Linked DNA regions of Sus scrofa: regions 2, 3, 4 and 5 are each linked to region 1. Evidence: chromatin contacts called from public Hi-C and HiChIP or PLAC-seq data. All regions are on one chromosome and are shown on one strand. Each heading gives the region's core, a stretch centred on a gene start, on an enhancer-like site or on the middle of the called end of the contact. The rest is flanking DNA. Distances are from core to core; before and after follow the strand shown. Region 1 overlaps TTLL11 (tubulin polyglutamylase TTLL11). Region 2 has its middle 59 kb from the start of GGTA1P. Region 3 overlaps LOC110256217 (a long non-coding RNA gene). Region 4 has its middle 9.0 kb from the start of DAB2IP. Region 5 overlaps DAB2IP (disabled homolog 2-interacting protein).

What was found. Hi-C and Micro-C count contacts between places; a contact is called where the count stands out from the background. HiChIP or PLAC-seq counts read pairs in DNA pulled down with a chosen protein or histone mark.
Region 2: a contact with region 1 is called in a Hi-C map of retroperitoneal adipose tissue, with 4 times the contacts expected there. The contact joins two enhancer-like sites. A contact is called at or near these places in 24 of 47 Hi-C or Micro-C datasets (alveolar macrophages, brain, embryonic fibroblasts and 14 more) and 2 of 2 datasets of contacts at active chromatin or transcription factors (alveolar macrophages and skeletal muscle).
Region 3: an H3K27ac HiChIP or PLAC-seq map of skeletal muscle shows a contact between it and region 1. The contact joins two enhancer-like sites. A contact is called at or near these places in 9 of 47 Hi-C or Micro-C datasets (alveolar macrophages, embryonic fibroblasts, fetal heart ventricle and 6 more) and 2 of 2 datasets of contacts at active chromatin or transcription factors (alveolar macrophages and skeletal muscle).
Region 4: a Hi-C map of skeletal muscle shows a contact between it and region 1, with 2.6 times the contacts expected there. The contact joins two enhancer-like sites. A contact is called at or near these places in 7 of 47 Hi-C or Micro-C datasets (embryonic fibroblasts, liver, psoas muscle and 2 more) and 1 of 2 datasets of contacts at active chromatin or transcription factors (skeletal muscle).
Region 5: a Hi-C map of skeletal muscle shows a contact between it and region 1, with 4 times the contacts expected there. The contact joins two enhancer-like sites. A contact is called at or near these places in 1 of 5 promoter capture datasets (liver), 20 of 47 Hi-C or Micro-C datasets (alveolar macrophages, brain, embryonic fibroblasts and 10 more) and 1 of 2 datasets of contacts at active chromatin or transcription factors (skeletal muscle).

The regions. Positions count from the first base shown.
Region 1 is chr1:262,093,020-262,095,646 of Sscrofa11.1, forward strand. The region is part of intron 5 of TTLL11 (tubulin polyglutamylase TTLL11); the gene reads right to left. Among named protein-coding and RNA genes, the nearest start is that of TTLL11, 110 kb to the right of the region's middle. Within about 2 kb of position 1,327, at least 13 of the 83 cell types and tissues checked have an H3K27ac peak or open chromatin away from gene starts, as enhancers often do. A contact at or near this core is called in retroperitoneal adipose tissue and skeletal muscle, where this site is marked.
Region 2 is chr1:261,646,034-261,648,660 of Sscrofa11.1, forward strand. No RefSeq gene overlaps it. Among named protein-coding and RNA genes, the nearest start is that of GGTA1P, 59 kb to the left of the region's middle. Within about 2 kb of position 1,343, at least 15 of the 83 cell types and tissues checked have an H3K27ac peak or open chromatin away from gene starts, as enhancers often do. A contact at or near this core is called in retroperitoneal adipose tissue, where this site is marked.
Region 3 is chr1:261,663,212-261,665,838 of Sscrofa11.1, forward strand. It overlaps LOC110256217 (a long non-coding RNA gene), which reads left to right. Exons shown (of 3, transcript XR_002337474.1): 2 at 1-1,050; 3 at 1,187-2,627. Among named protein-coding and RNA genes, the nearest start is that of DAB2IP, 68 kb to the right of the region's middle. Within about 2 kb of position 1,305, at least 15 of the 83 cell types and tissues checked have an H3K27ac peak or open chromatin away from gene starts, as enhancers often do. A contact at or near this core is called in skeletal muscle, where this site is marked.
Region 4 is chr1:261,721,993-261,724,619 of Sscrofa11.1, forward strand. No RefSeq gene overlaps it. Among named protein-coding and RNA genes, the nearest start is that of DAB2IP, 9.0 kb to the right of the region's middle. Within about 2 kb of position 1,284, at least 25 of the 83 cell types and tissues checked have an H3K27ac peak or open chromatin away from gene starts, as enhancers often do. A contact at or near this core is called in retroperitoneal adipose tissue and skeletal muscle, where this site is marked.
Region 5 is chr1:261,767,100-261,769,726 of Sscrofa11.1, forward strand. The region is part of intron 2 of DAB2IP (disabled homolog 2-interacting protein); the gene reads left to right. Among named protein-coding and RNA genes, the nearest start is that of DAB2IP, 36 kb to the left of the region's middle. Within about 2 kb of position 1,307, at least 4 of the 83 cell types and tissues checked have an H3K27ac peak or open chromatin away from gene starts, as enhancers often do. A contact at or near this core is called in skeletal muscle, where this site is marked.

The sequences.
Region 1 (2,627 bases), core at 77-2,576:
CCACTACACTTTACACCTCTTAGGGGTAGGGCTGCCTCTTATCCATAACCACAGGCTCCACAGCTAGCTCAAGGCTTGTCCCAGTGGGTGACCAGCAAACACATCTAGAAGGAAAAAAGCTTAGATGTCAGAAGTGGTCAAGGAAGGCTTTACAGAGAAGGTAGGATTTGAGCAGCACCTTGTCAGAAGGCATTGAACTGCAAACAAGAGTGAGATGAGGAGAGAGCCTGGCAAGCCAAGACAGAGCAGAGGGCAGAATTGGGGAAACACAACTTACGTACAAGAGGCAGGAAATCAGCTCTGTTTGGCAGGCCCTCGGGGCTCAGGAAGGATGCAGAAGCAAGGCTGGGGCGAGGCTGGGAGGCATCCAGTGCCAGGACTTGTCTCTCCAACTGTGCTCCTTGGAACACCGGTGTTCCATGACATTGTAAATGTTACTAGTTCATGGTTTTCCCATTAGTTCAAGACACTGCTTCATAGACCCATTTGAGAAAGATTTGTTTGTCTTTTTAGGGCCACACCCTCAGCTTATGGAGGTTCCCAGGCTAGGAGTTGAATCAGAGCCATAGCCTCTGGCCTAGGCCACAGCCACAGCAGTGCCAGATCCGAGCCTTATCTGTGACCTACACCACAGCTCACAGCAATGCCAGATCCTTAACCCACTGAGGGAGGCCAGGGATCAAACCTGCGTCCTCATGGATACTACTAGTCAGATTTGCTTCCGCTGAGTCACGACGGGAAGTCAGAGAAGGACTGTTGTCACAGATAACACATAATGTCATAATAATGACCTTTTATTGAGAGACTGCTACGTGCTGGGTCCTGGGCCAGATGTTCCACGCGGCTTTTCTCACTCCATCTGTGAATGACTCTGGGAGGCAGGTACAAATATTATCTCTCTCTTCAGAAAAGGAAACTGAGGCAGGAAAAGGCTAACTTGCCAAGCTCCCCAGCTGGAGTTGCTGGAAGGAGGAACCAGGGTTAGTGCAAACCCAGGACATCCAGGAACAAAACCCAGGCTGGTGCATAAGCACTCACTGCTCCGTCACCTTTTTCCTGGGGAATGTCTGGGGCTGACGGGGAGGGGGAGGTCAAAAGAGCAAAGAAGGAAGAGGAGAAGCATTTCGAGGAGGTGCCTCCTCCAGACACCGGAGGGAAAGGATCATGGTCAAGGAGAGAAGTAGACTCAGAGCTAGAGGACGAGAGAAACCGAGCAATGAAATTGGGGTAGAATGTTCACGAAGGTTGATCTGGAAACCGTTGCTCTGCGTGTGCATTTCTGCCACATGAATCATCAACACCAGATGGACCTGGCTGTTTAAGCCAGGGTCACAGAACTGCCCTCAAGAAGACGGACGGGGGATATGTTGCTGGGGGCTGCCTGGGCAATGACAGGGGGACAGGCCGGAATGACAGGGCAGCCACGTTCCTAGGCAACAGATTACAGGAAACTTGCCCACAGACGAGCCGCGCCAGCCCCTGCTCCGGGCCATCACAATTTCCCAAGTAGTTATTGTGGCTGTGATTGGAAAGGGGTCACAGTCACATGTTTTAAGATAAATGTAATTTTGTTGGCTAGAGTTTATGTCCTGGAAGGCTGCCGTCTGGGCCAGGCCCAGGCTACAAGCAAAAGGGGCGTCCGTGACAAGGAATTAATCTGTTACATATGTGTACAACAGTAGCGTGTGCAAAGCCCTTCCTCATCTTTGTCTCATGTGAATTAGTTCACAAACCTGTGGGGTAGGCGAGGAGACCGAGGCACAGACAAGACTAAGACAAGATCACACAGCGAGTCGATGGCAGAAGCACATGCTGTCCCTCAATCTTCGGGTTCCAAGTTCACGTGTTTGAGATCCAAACAAACAAGTGTTTTCACAAGTGCTAAGAATAGAGAAAGCAGGAGAGAACTCCAAGGACTTCAATCTCTTTGACTCTGAGATGCACGGTAAAATGGATTTCAGTCATCTAAGGCTTTATACCTTTTCACCCTCATCACTTTACTCCAAAGAAGGCAGGTAGGGAAGAGAGTAGAGGTGATTCAGAGAGAAAGAAACAGGCTCAGGGTGGTGAGGAAACATGCCCAAGGTCACCCGGCTGGGAAGAGGACAGGCTTCTCCCAGGAGTGGGGTGGGGTCAGTTCTGGCCCCTGCTCCTCTCCTGACCCCAGGCCTGGCAGCACTTAGTGTGGTCAAGCGGTAGGAAACGGTCACAGGGCTGTGGTTCCCTTTGCCGGATGTGATCTGTCCAAACCAGTGGCTCCCGCCCCATTGGCCTTCTAGCCCCCACAGCGTGGGCCCCTGGTTTCCACCCCCATGGGCACCCCAAGCCACCCGTCCACAGTGAGACAAGCTGCAAAGCCACCGCCCCAGCCTTCCACCCTGCACCCGCGCCATGCCAGGCCTCTGTGGTTTGGCCGTGCACGCGGGCCCACATGATACTCCTGGAATAGCTGTCACTGTCGAACAGATGTGACCACACAATCCCCCGGGTTGACCCCCGGTGGCCTCCACGTTGCAACTAGCCCTTCACCCTAAGCTTCCAAAGGCTCCAGCTGGGACCGGTTCTCTCTGGTCCTGCCTCTAAGTGTCCGCTTTCTAATGCCCTAAGCCAACTACTGATGGCTGAGC
Region 2 (2,627 bases), core at 93-2,592, 450 kb before region 1:
ACTAACACGTGAATGAAAAGATGACATGGGTTAATAAAAGATACCAAATCAGGAGTTCAGTGGTAACGAACCCAACCAGTTTCCATGAGGACACAGGTTCAATCCGCTCAGTGGGTTAAGTATCAGGGTTTGCATGAGCTGTGGTCACAGATGTGGTCTTATTCCCACAGCGTTGCTGTGGCTGTGGCGTAGGCTGGCAGCTGCATCTCCAATTGGACTCCTAGCCTAAGAACGTCCACACACCTCGTGTGTAGCCCTAAAAAGCGCGTGCGCGCACACACACACACACACACACACGAATCAATCCAGAGTGGGATGAGAAAGGAGAGAAATTTTTCTTTCTTTCTTTTTTTTTTTTTTTTTTTTTTTTTTTTGTCTTTTTGCCATTTCTTGGGCCGCTCCCGAGGCATATGGAGGTTCCCAGGCTAGGGGTCAAATCGGAGCTACAGCTGCAGGTCTGTCTACACCACAGCCGAAGCAATGCAGAATCTGAGCTGTGTCTGTGACCTACACCACAGCTCACTGCAATGACGGATCCTCTACCCACTGAGCAAGGCCAGGGATCGAACCTGCAACTTCATTTTTCCTAGTCAGATTCATTTCTGCTGCGCCACGATGGAAACTCCAAATATTCTTAAATTGGGTGATGGTCACGCAGGGTTTGTTTCAATTTGATTCATATACTGTACGTACGTTAGATAAATATTCTTTTATCTCTATAGTTAACAAAAAAAATTTTAAAAACAATGCAAGTGGGGAATTCCCACTGCGGCATAGTGGGTTAAGCTGTGGCATAGTTTACAGCTGCGGCTTGGATTTGATTCCTGGATGGGGAACTTCCAGGTGCCACAAATGTGACCAAAAATAAAATAAACCAAAGCAAGTAATAAAACAGGCACATGTAATATGATCTCATTTGCATACATGTATATGTATATTAAAAATAAAGAAAAGGAAACAAAATAAGTGAGACAAATAGAAATATATACATATGTTTTCTCTATAGAGAAAAATCTAGAAGTCTATTTGCCAAAACGCAATCAGTGGATGTCTGGGGCTGGGGGGGGTTTGAATGTGGGGAGGAAACTCAGTTTCTGCTTTATATGAAGTCTACAGAGTTCATTTTTTTTTCAGTAATCATGTATTACTTAAATAAATACAAATAATAATCCACAAATATATTTCCATTCTGAAGAAATACATTTTTTAAATGTAATGAGAATAGGACCTGGTGTGGCTTGCAGCCCTGAAAGGCCTTATAGAATGTGGGCTCTTCACCCAGCGCTTAGTACCAGAAGCTGACCGACCTCCTGCTGTCCTGACCCGCGTCGCCCACACGGTGGCGCTGCGGGGCAGGTTCAGCCGCTCCCGGAAGAGGCAGGAGTGGTGGTGGGAGGGAGTGCGGTGCTGTCGCGGTGGGGAGGGGGGCGGCGCATCTTCAGGAACAGATTTATTTCTTCAGCATCCTGCCGACAGCCTTACCAGGTGGCATCCGGAGCGCTCGCACGCAACGAGCCAGTCTCCCCCGTAGGTGGCTCGGGAGCCTTTCAGCGCCAGCTGCCGGGCTATTATCCGCGCCGCCGTGCTGCCGCCCGACCCACCTCGCGCTGAGTTAAATGCCCTCAGGTATCCCAGTGCCCTGACCGGATTCCCAGAGCAGGCCTGTGGCGCTCTCACGGAGCCTGCTAAATCATGGACCTGTCTCCAGAGGTAGTGAGTTCTCAGTCCCTGCAGGGGTGCAAGCCATGTTGACCCACCTCACCTGTCAAGGGAGCTGCAGGAGGGTGGAGGGGGGTCTCGCCTTGGGTGACTGATTAATCCTGGGTCTCTCTGGGTTGTGAATGGGTGTTTCTCATCTCTATCTCTGAAGTCTCCCACATGTAAATCTGAGCAAGTCGCTACCTGCTTAAGACACTCCATGGCTTCCCATTGCCCTCAGGAGAAGGTCCACATTCCTAAGTCTGCCTCCTGAGGTTCTTCACCACCACCACACCCCCAACCCACCACCACCTGGTACCCCAAGAGCTCCATCACACTGAATCCTTCATTTCCCTCCTACCAATCATGCTCTCTCTCACCTCTGAGCCCTTAGCATGCTGTTCCCATTTGTTCAAACACTTTTCCAACCCCCTTTTTACTTGGCTAACTCTGACTCATCCTTCAGACCTATGTAAATGTTGCCTCATTTAGAAGCCCCTCTGACCTAATGCCACACTTGACTCTAATGACACGCTGATTGCCTGCTTCTCCCTTTGGATGGTGGGTCTCTGGAGGGCAGAGGTTGTCTGCCTGGATCATCATTGCTTTCTCAGGGCCAGGGTGGCACCTCATAGGTGCTTTATGAATTCTTGTGTGTGAACCAATGTTCCTGAATGCGCATCGAGGGCCCTTCCCTTTTTGTTTATTTTTTTAATCACTTAAAAAAATTGTAGTATAGTTAATTGACAAAATTTTATTAGTTTCAGGTGTATGGCAAAGTGATTCAGCCCTTTTTTTTTTTTTTTTTTTTTTTTTTTCTTTTTAGGGCCACACCTGTGGCACATGGAATTTCCCAGGCTAGGGGTCCAATTGGAGCTGTAGCTGCTGGCCTACACTACAGCAATACGGGATCTGAGCAGCGTCTGCAA
Region 3 (2,627 bases), core at 55-2,554, 430 kb before region 1:
CCTAGCAGAGTTCTTCCTGAAGGGGCCTCAGTTTTCCTCTGTATAGATTGGGGTGAAGGCCAGACAAGATCTGACTGTGCCCTTCAGAGCTGCTTGGAAAGTCCAGCCCGGAGAAGCACCTCCTTCCTGTGTGCCTGCGATTGTGAGGAAGGGGACAAGAGGATCCCCCGTCCCTGACCTGACTCCCACTCAAGACTGTGAGATCCTAGAAGGCAGGGGCTCTGTCTTATTTGCTGCCACATCTCCAGGTCCTGCCAGCCTCTGGCCCTGAGAAGAGACTCAATACACATTCACTGGATGAATGAATGAGTGAATGAGTGCATGGCGAGTGGCACCAGCCAGATCCTGCCCTTAACTTGCCCTGAGCCCTCGGGCAACCTTCTCCCCTCTGGGCTTCTATTTCCTTAGCTGTCCGCTGAGGCCCCTGCACTCCACACTCCCGAATGTTCCAGCTCTGGCCATCTAAGATTCTAAATCCGACTCAGCACTTGGCACCCTTTTCCCTCTCTGCGGCCTGAGCCTCATCCGGGCTCCCTCTGCCATCCAGCGGCCTGGACCACATCCCCACTCCTCACTCAGACTCAGCTTCTTTGTCCAATAAATGGGCAGACTCAGCCCTGCCTTGCCTGCAGGGGTCGGCTGGGGTCTCGGAGGAACGATGCGATGAAACCATGGGAGGCTGGACACCTGTTGGGGGGAGTTCATGATTCGTAGACGAGGGAGCTGGGCCAGGATAAAAGCTCTGGAAGGGGCTGGTTGCTTTGGAAATTCTGGGAGCGGCACAGGCAGCTCAGAACCTTCAGTTTCTTGATAAGCAGCAAGGGACATTGGCTCCAGCTGGGGGCCCTGTAGGGAGGCAGATGGAGGTGATTTTGTAAACTTCCAGGTGCTGCAGGTATAACAACTAGTGGTATTTATTGAGTCCCTTCTGCAGGCCAGGCCCTGGGCAAGGTCCTTCATGTTCATTGCCTACTTGAATCTTCACAACAAACCTGGTAGGCTGCTGTCATGGCTCCATTTTCCAGATGAGGAAACTGAGGCTCCAGGAAGGTAAGTGACATCGAGACCTTCCGGCGAGGTCAGTGATTTAACCCAGGTGGCTACCGAGCCCAGGGGCTTGGTTTGGTTGCACCTTCTGAGAGCCAGCCATGTGCCAAAGCTGCCACCTAAAATTCTGTCTCCCTAGGAGCATTTGTTGGAACCGTTCAGAGGCCGAACTCGATGGGGCAGGAGGCACCGCTGAGCTTGTCAGCTCACCTGGGGACAGCGAGTGCAGAAGCTGCTGTAACAGGAGGGTCAGTCTAAAGAGAGGGCTATTTTGGGCTGGAAGTTGTCAGCGGGCCTGATGTCACCACGCCCTGGCCCTTCCCTCGTGAGAGGGGGAATTTGAAGATGTCATAAGCGGTTTGCCTCCGCTGGTTGCAAGTGGAAAATAACCATAAAACAGCAGCTATGTGGCCAGCCACGTGCTTTACATGCATCATCTGGCTTCCCCTTTCCCCCACCCGGTGAGGCGGCTGTTCTCATCCTCCTGTTTGAGATGAGGAAACAAGTTCAGAGAGGCTGAGTGACTTACCCAAAGTCACACAGTGAATGAATGGCAGAGCCGAGAATCCTGTCGGTTTGCCTCACCCCAGAGCCCATGCTTTGAACCAGTGGCCCCCAGGCCCTTTGCTGTGTGTCCGTGTGGCTGGATCAGGGAGGATGGATGCTGTTCAAGCCTGCTGTACCTCTCAAGAACAAGAGCCTGTGACCTCGTCCTGGCCCTGCCACTTGGCTAACTCAACAGCAAACCTCAGTTTCTCTGCCTGTGAAACCGAGCTAATGACAGCAGCCTTGCCTACCTGGGAGGGGGAAGGGAGGCTAAATCCAGATTCTTTCCATGTTGCTCTAGGGCCCTGCCTGGACCAGCTGGCTGGGCCTCAGGGGACAGAAGGAACAGGAGAAGCCACACCCTCAACCCGAGGTCCTTTCACAGGTGAGGGAATTGGGCCAGAGAGGCAGAGCGGGGACCCCACTTACTGAGCTCTTACTACATGCCCGGCCTTGTGTTAAGTGTTCCCCGTGGAGTCACTGGCTCCTCCCAGAGGCAGGAACAGCCCCACTGCTCAGATGAGACAATTGAGACTTAGAAGGGCCCAAGGCTTAGAAGGGCACCTAGTGGGGTGCCCATGATTCAAACCCAGGACTCCCAGACTTCTGCCCACCACTCTGGGCTTCCCCTGGGTATCCTGGCCGCCAGTCCACAATCCTTCCTGCTGACTGGCCTCGCCGGTCCCTCTGACCTCCCCAGCTGGGCCAGTGGACCAGTGGTGGAGCCCCACTTCTTGCCCCATGGGACTCTGGGAAGAGGCGAAATCAGGAAAAAGAGTCAATAAAGAACAATGAGGCCGGACAGGGAGGGGCTTAAGTCGCTGATGCTCCCAAGCCTGAGCAGCTGGCTGCACAAGGCCAGGGGGTGAGGCCTGGGGATGGGGGCAGGGCAGTCCCTGTGGCTGGAAATGGGCCAGGCAGAGCTGGAGAGGGCTCCGGGGGAGGAGTGAGTGTCCCCTAAAGAGAGGGGCTTTTGGTGGGAGCAGGAGGGAGCAGCTGACACAGGAGTTCCTGGTGTTTAGGAAGCAAAGACA
Region 4 (2,627 bases), core at 34-2,533, 370 kb before region 1:
GAGTGCTGAGACGTGAGGTGGGGGAGGGGCTGGGGCAGCAACCGCTGCCCACCACCCACACTGGACTAGAAGCCAAGCCTACCCCCCCATTGCTACAGGTCCACTTTTTACAAATAGCTCTGTCTTCTTGGCATCCGGCAAGGGGTTGGCAGGTGAATTACTGGGGGCCAGGTAAGAGGAGAGAGTGACAGCATCGGGTCACCATCAGGAGCCATGCTGCATGAGCCAGTCCTGGCAACTTTCTGTACCTGTAAAATGGGAGAGCAACAGTTCCACCTCTTAGGACTGAGATAAGGGCTTGCTGAATTAATATTGCCCCACAGAGAGTAAGTTACTGTAATGGGCTTAAGAACTGTGTCCCATGGGGCTTTGAGCAAGGCTCTCCCCTCTCTGGGCCTGGGTTTCTCCAGGCGGGTCTTTGCAAACACTTTGGGCAAAGGTTCTCTAATCACATTTGGCCGGCAGCATCCAGCTTCTTAGAATGGCCAGAGCTCCAAGCTGGCAGTGTTGCCTCTGATGGGACCGCGTCCCTTCTGACCTGTAAGCAGACACCAGGAGGATCGGGGCTGTAAGGGGATATTTTAATCAGCCCAGGACCTGGTGAGGTCAGAGGACACAGGGATCGGGGGAGTCAGGGCTGCTGCCTGGCCTGAGCTGACCTGCTAGGCCCGGAATCAAGACCGCATCTGGGAGCCTGGAGAGGGAGGTGGAAACTGGGCACTTCTCTGCGGGACCGGGACCGTGGGCAGACGGGGTGTCCTCTGTTCTGATCCTCAGTTTGCCTGTCTGTCCTGGGAGGTTGGGAATCCCTGCCTGCCTGCCACACACAGGGGCCGGGAAGGGCAGCAGGCTGCGGTGTGTACACGGCTGGTAATGCTGTCAGGGGCTGGGGTCCCAGAAGCCTCCGTATAGAGCCGGAGGGGGTAGGGGTGAGGGGTGGCCTGAGAAAGGGCAGTAGGTGGGCCAGTGTGGGCAGAGTCAGCCCACCCCCTGCTGGTTAAAATGAGGATTGCTGAGCTCTTTCCAGTCCAGCTAAATCAGACTCTCCTGGGTGGGCCTGAGCATCTGCCTTTTAACCCGCTCCCCGGGGACTGAAGTGCCTTCAAGTCTGAGAACTGAGGTTCTGCACCACCCTCTTTGCACCGGTGGGAACGAGGCTCAGAGGGGGTAGGGAAGGCTTGTCTAATCACTCAGCAGATTGGGACCCTGGGCCATACCACGTTCTGGGAGGCCTGAAGTCCTGGGCTGGGCCAGGGCCAAGGATTTCTTCCAGGGCTCGGCAGCCCAGCAGAGGGCAGCACCAGCCAGAGCCTCCTGAGGGCTCCAGGTTGCTCTGTAGGCCTGGTCCGCAGGGCCTGGAAGGAGCCCATGGCAGGGCTTGAGTGGAAAGGCAGGGGACAGGAGGCTGTATCAGGGGGTGGGGGTGGGGGTGGGGGTGAGAGAGAGAGCACGCACCAGGAGGGCACCAGAAACACGAGGTCAGAGAAAGCAAGCCCAAAAAATTCCGAAGCGACCTTGCCTGGGGCAGAGGGGAAGAGAAGGTCTCCGCATCAGAGGGGCTGTGTCGTGTCCTCTGTAAACCGAGGCTGCCTCCCCAAGGCTTTCAGTGGAACAGGGTGTCAACTCAAGGCTCCTCCACATGTGTCCTCTGGGCCTTTTAATAAAGGCCGGCCGGAGGTTACCCCCTTTCCCCCAGTCCTGGCCTTTTGGCCAGGCGGCACATGGGGGTGGGGCTGAAGCCCAGACTCCAGCCCCAGCTCTCCTGCTGGCTCCTCCTCACTGTGCCTGTTACAGCTTCATCTGTTGCTGGGAACTGAAGGAGTACCTGGGGGTGTCTGGGTGACCCCGGGGACGTCCCAAGCCCTCTGAGCCATGAGTTGAGAGTGGACTGATCACCAGATCCCTAAAATCTTCCGCAAGTGTAGTGGTGGGAAGTATGTTTATTTTCAGACTCATTGACTGCAGGGGGCCAGTTCAGTGGTGAGCTCCTCATGTCCCAAGAGGCTGGGTGAATTTTACTTCCTCTTCGGCCTTTGCCTGTAGTCCTGGACCATCCCCTCTCTACACCCCATCTGTCTGTCTGTATTAATCATTAATCACCAAGAGAGCCCCACCTGGGGAGAGGGGCAAGTCCTAGCCATGAGGGGGAATGGGGCACTGATTTCCAGAATGACCTTGAACTTATTTTCCTTGACCCCAAACTTTCAGCTACTTCCTGTTTGAGCAGGCCAGACATTCTAGGGCCCCAGCCCTTCCTCCTCCCCGCTGGCACAAAATGCTGTTCCTAGGGTGGGGGCAGGGCCGGCATTGTTCTCGCTCTCAAGGGGAGTCGAGGGGTGACAGGTTGCAGAAGCTGCATTTAATTCTCACTTACACAGCCTTAGGATGCCAGCTATGGGCTGGGTGGGATCTCTAGGAAAAGCCAGTAAGTGAGAGAAACCCTGGCTCTGGCACACCTGCTGTGGCTCTAACACCTGCTGTGGCTCCTGCTTATGTTCTGGACTGGGCGCAGAGGCTCTGAGCGTCAGTTTGCGAGCCTTCGGAAAGACCGCCCAGGTGACTCCATTTTACGGGAGGGGAAGCGGGGCCTATGAACAGGAGGGGACTTGCTCCAAGGCACACAGCAA
Region 5 (2,627 bases), core at 57-2,556, 330 kb before region 1:
ACCACAGTCTTGCCTTGAAATTGACCTTGACTCCACCCCATGGGTTCCCATGATCCTGCAGGGGCAGGACACCCAGGAGAGCCTGGCCTGCCAATGGTAAATCACCCTGGAGGAGAAATAGCCTATAAAATCCTCTCCCCAAATGTGCGTTTTGTATCCTGTAGTGAAAAGGGCTTTTAAAAGCACTGTTCATTCAGGTGGATTTAGGGGCTGCTGCCCGCCTCTGGCCTCTCCCTCCCACTAGTGTTCACTGGTTTCTGGGGCTGGAGCACCCTGGGGTCCTGGTACTTTCTGGTGGCTCTTGGTCTAGGGAGAAACCCTATAGCTTCTCGTCCCTGCCTTGCTGCCCTGGGAGGGCGGGCCAAGCTGGCCTAATAGAAGCTCCCTACAGCCCAGCACAGGGCCTGAAGTCCCCCCATTAGCATCCTTCCTCCAGGCCAGCTGTCTCCAGAGGGTCTCCTTGTTGTCACCTGCAAGCAGGTCACCAGGGAGGAGAAGGATGGTATGCCCAAGCTGGAAAGGGGCTTAAAGATCAGCTAGCCCAATCCGCTCATTGTGCAGATGGGGAAACTGAGTCCCAGAGAGGCTATGTGCTCGCTCGGCGTCTCACAGTGCGGTGATGGAATCATGGAAGGGTTTGGCTCTGGTGCAGACTACCGGGGTTGACCCTAGCTCTGCCACTTCCTGGCTGTGTGGCCTTGTGCAAGTAGCTTAACATCTCTGAGCCTCCAATCTCTCACCTGCACATCGGATTATAAGAATTAAACAAGATAAGTCATGTAAAGCACTACTAAAGTGCTGAAGCTTAGAGCTTAACAAATACATCTGGCTTACCCTTTTTAATGCATTGGAATAGCTCTCATTTTTGTTTTCTTTTTTTATTTTAATTTTAATTTTTTGTGTTGTAGGGCTGCACCCACGGCTTATGGAGGTTCCCAGGCTAGGGGTCAAATCAGAGCAACAGCTGCTGGCCTATGCCAGAGCCACAGCAACGCAGGATCCGAGCCACTTCTGTGACCTACACCACAGCTCACGGCAACACCGGATCCTTAACCCACTGAGTGAGGCAGGGATTGAATCTGAAGCCTCATGGTTCCTAGTTGGGTTCATTTCTGCTGTGCCACGATGGGAACTCCTCATTATTGTTAATGACAGAGCTGGGCCTCGAACTCAGATTTCTGGAATCTGTGCGTGGTGTTCTTGCCCTTCTGCCAGGCAGCTTCTTTTGAGAGCGTTTACTCACACAGAGTGCACGGAGCACAGGACAGGGACGATCTGGTGGGGAATAAGCAGTGAGTCACCCCTGGAAGACTGGCCTGGCACAGAGACAGGGCCTGGAGGGAGGCCGAGGGAGAAAGTCGAGAGCCTGCTGCTGGGGCGTAGCTCCCTATTAAGTCGGTTTGCAGTCAGGCAGCCCTGGGAGCTGGACTCCCTGCTCTTAGGTCAGGGCTGACGGGGGCTTAAAGAGCTGATGAAGGAGTTCCCATCGTGGCTCAGAGGTAACGAACCCAACTAGTATCCATGAGGATATGGGTTTGATTCCTGGCCTCACTCAGTGGGTTAAGGATCCGGTGTTTCCATGAGCTGTGGTGTAGGTCACAGACACGGCTCAGATGCCAGGTTGCTGTGGCTGTGATGTAGGCTGGCGGCTGCAGCTCCAGTTCAATCCCTTCCTAGCCTGGGAACTTCCATGTGCCCTGGATGCTGCCCTAAAAAGAATCCCCCCCCTGCAAAAAAAAAAAAAAAAAAAAAAAGAAAAGAAAAAGAAAAAAGAGCTGATGAAATGTGTGTGGCCATGCAGACCTCTGGGGTGGGCTTATTATGCTCAGGCAAGTGTTGGCCAGCCAGAGGATTTATGGGGCAGTGAGTCACTGCCTGGCTGCCCTGGATTATCACATCCCTGCTTGAGACCTTAGGAATGAGTGTCTGATTTCTGTTCACTGATGCCACTCAGTCCTGGGCATGGGCAGAAATCAGGAGGGTCTCTCTGATGTCCTGATTTCCCCCTCCCACCTTCACACCCCCACCTGCTTCCCAACTGCGGCCCCCTCCTCCCTCCTCTAGACCCTCAGGGTTCCTAAGGGGCCCTCTTGCCCTGGGTGTCCACTGCCTTGGGGAGAGGGTCTTATGGCCTGTGCTATGAGCCTGGACTCGGGTGTGTAACTTGGACATTGGAGGGGCCTGTGAGCACCCCGGGGCCCTCCCAGGCAACCACACTCCTGCTCTCCTACTTCCACACCGTTGCTTGAGGTGTAATTCTGCCTGGAATGCCTGTATATGGCTGCCCTGCCCCAGATAATCTCGCAAGCCCACACGCTGCCTCACCTTCAGTATTTCCATTATGCCCTCAAAAGCTGCCTCCTCTGGTAAGCCCACCGAGATTGAGCCCAAGTGGAATTCCTGAAAATCCTCCCAGAGAACATTCTCTGCCTTTCTCCTGTTTTTTTTTTTTTTTTTTTTTTGTATAATAAATATTTGTTCACTCATTCAGGAAGTATTTATGGAGTACCTGCTAGGTGTCTAACACCAGGGACCCCAGGGACCCCCACACTCCTGTGGGGGAGGGAGGCATGAAACAAATCCTTGCATAACTACGACTGCAGTAGCTCTACAGGGAGATCTGGCCC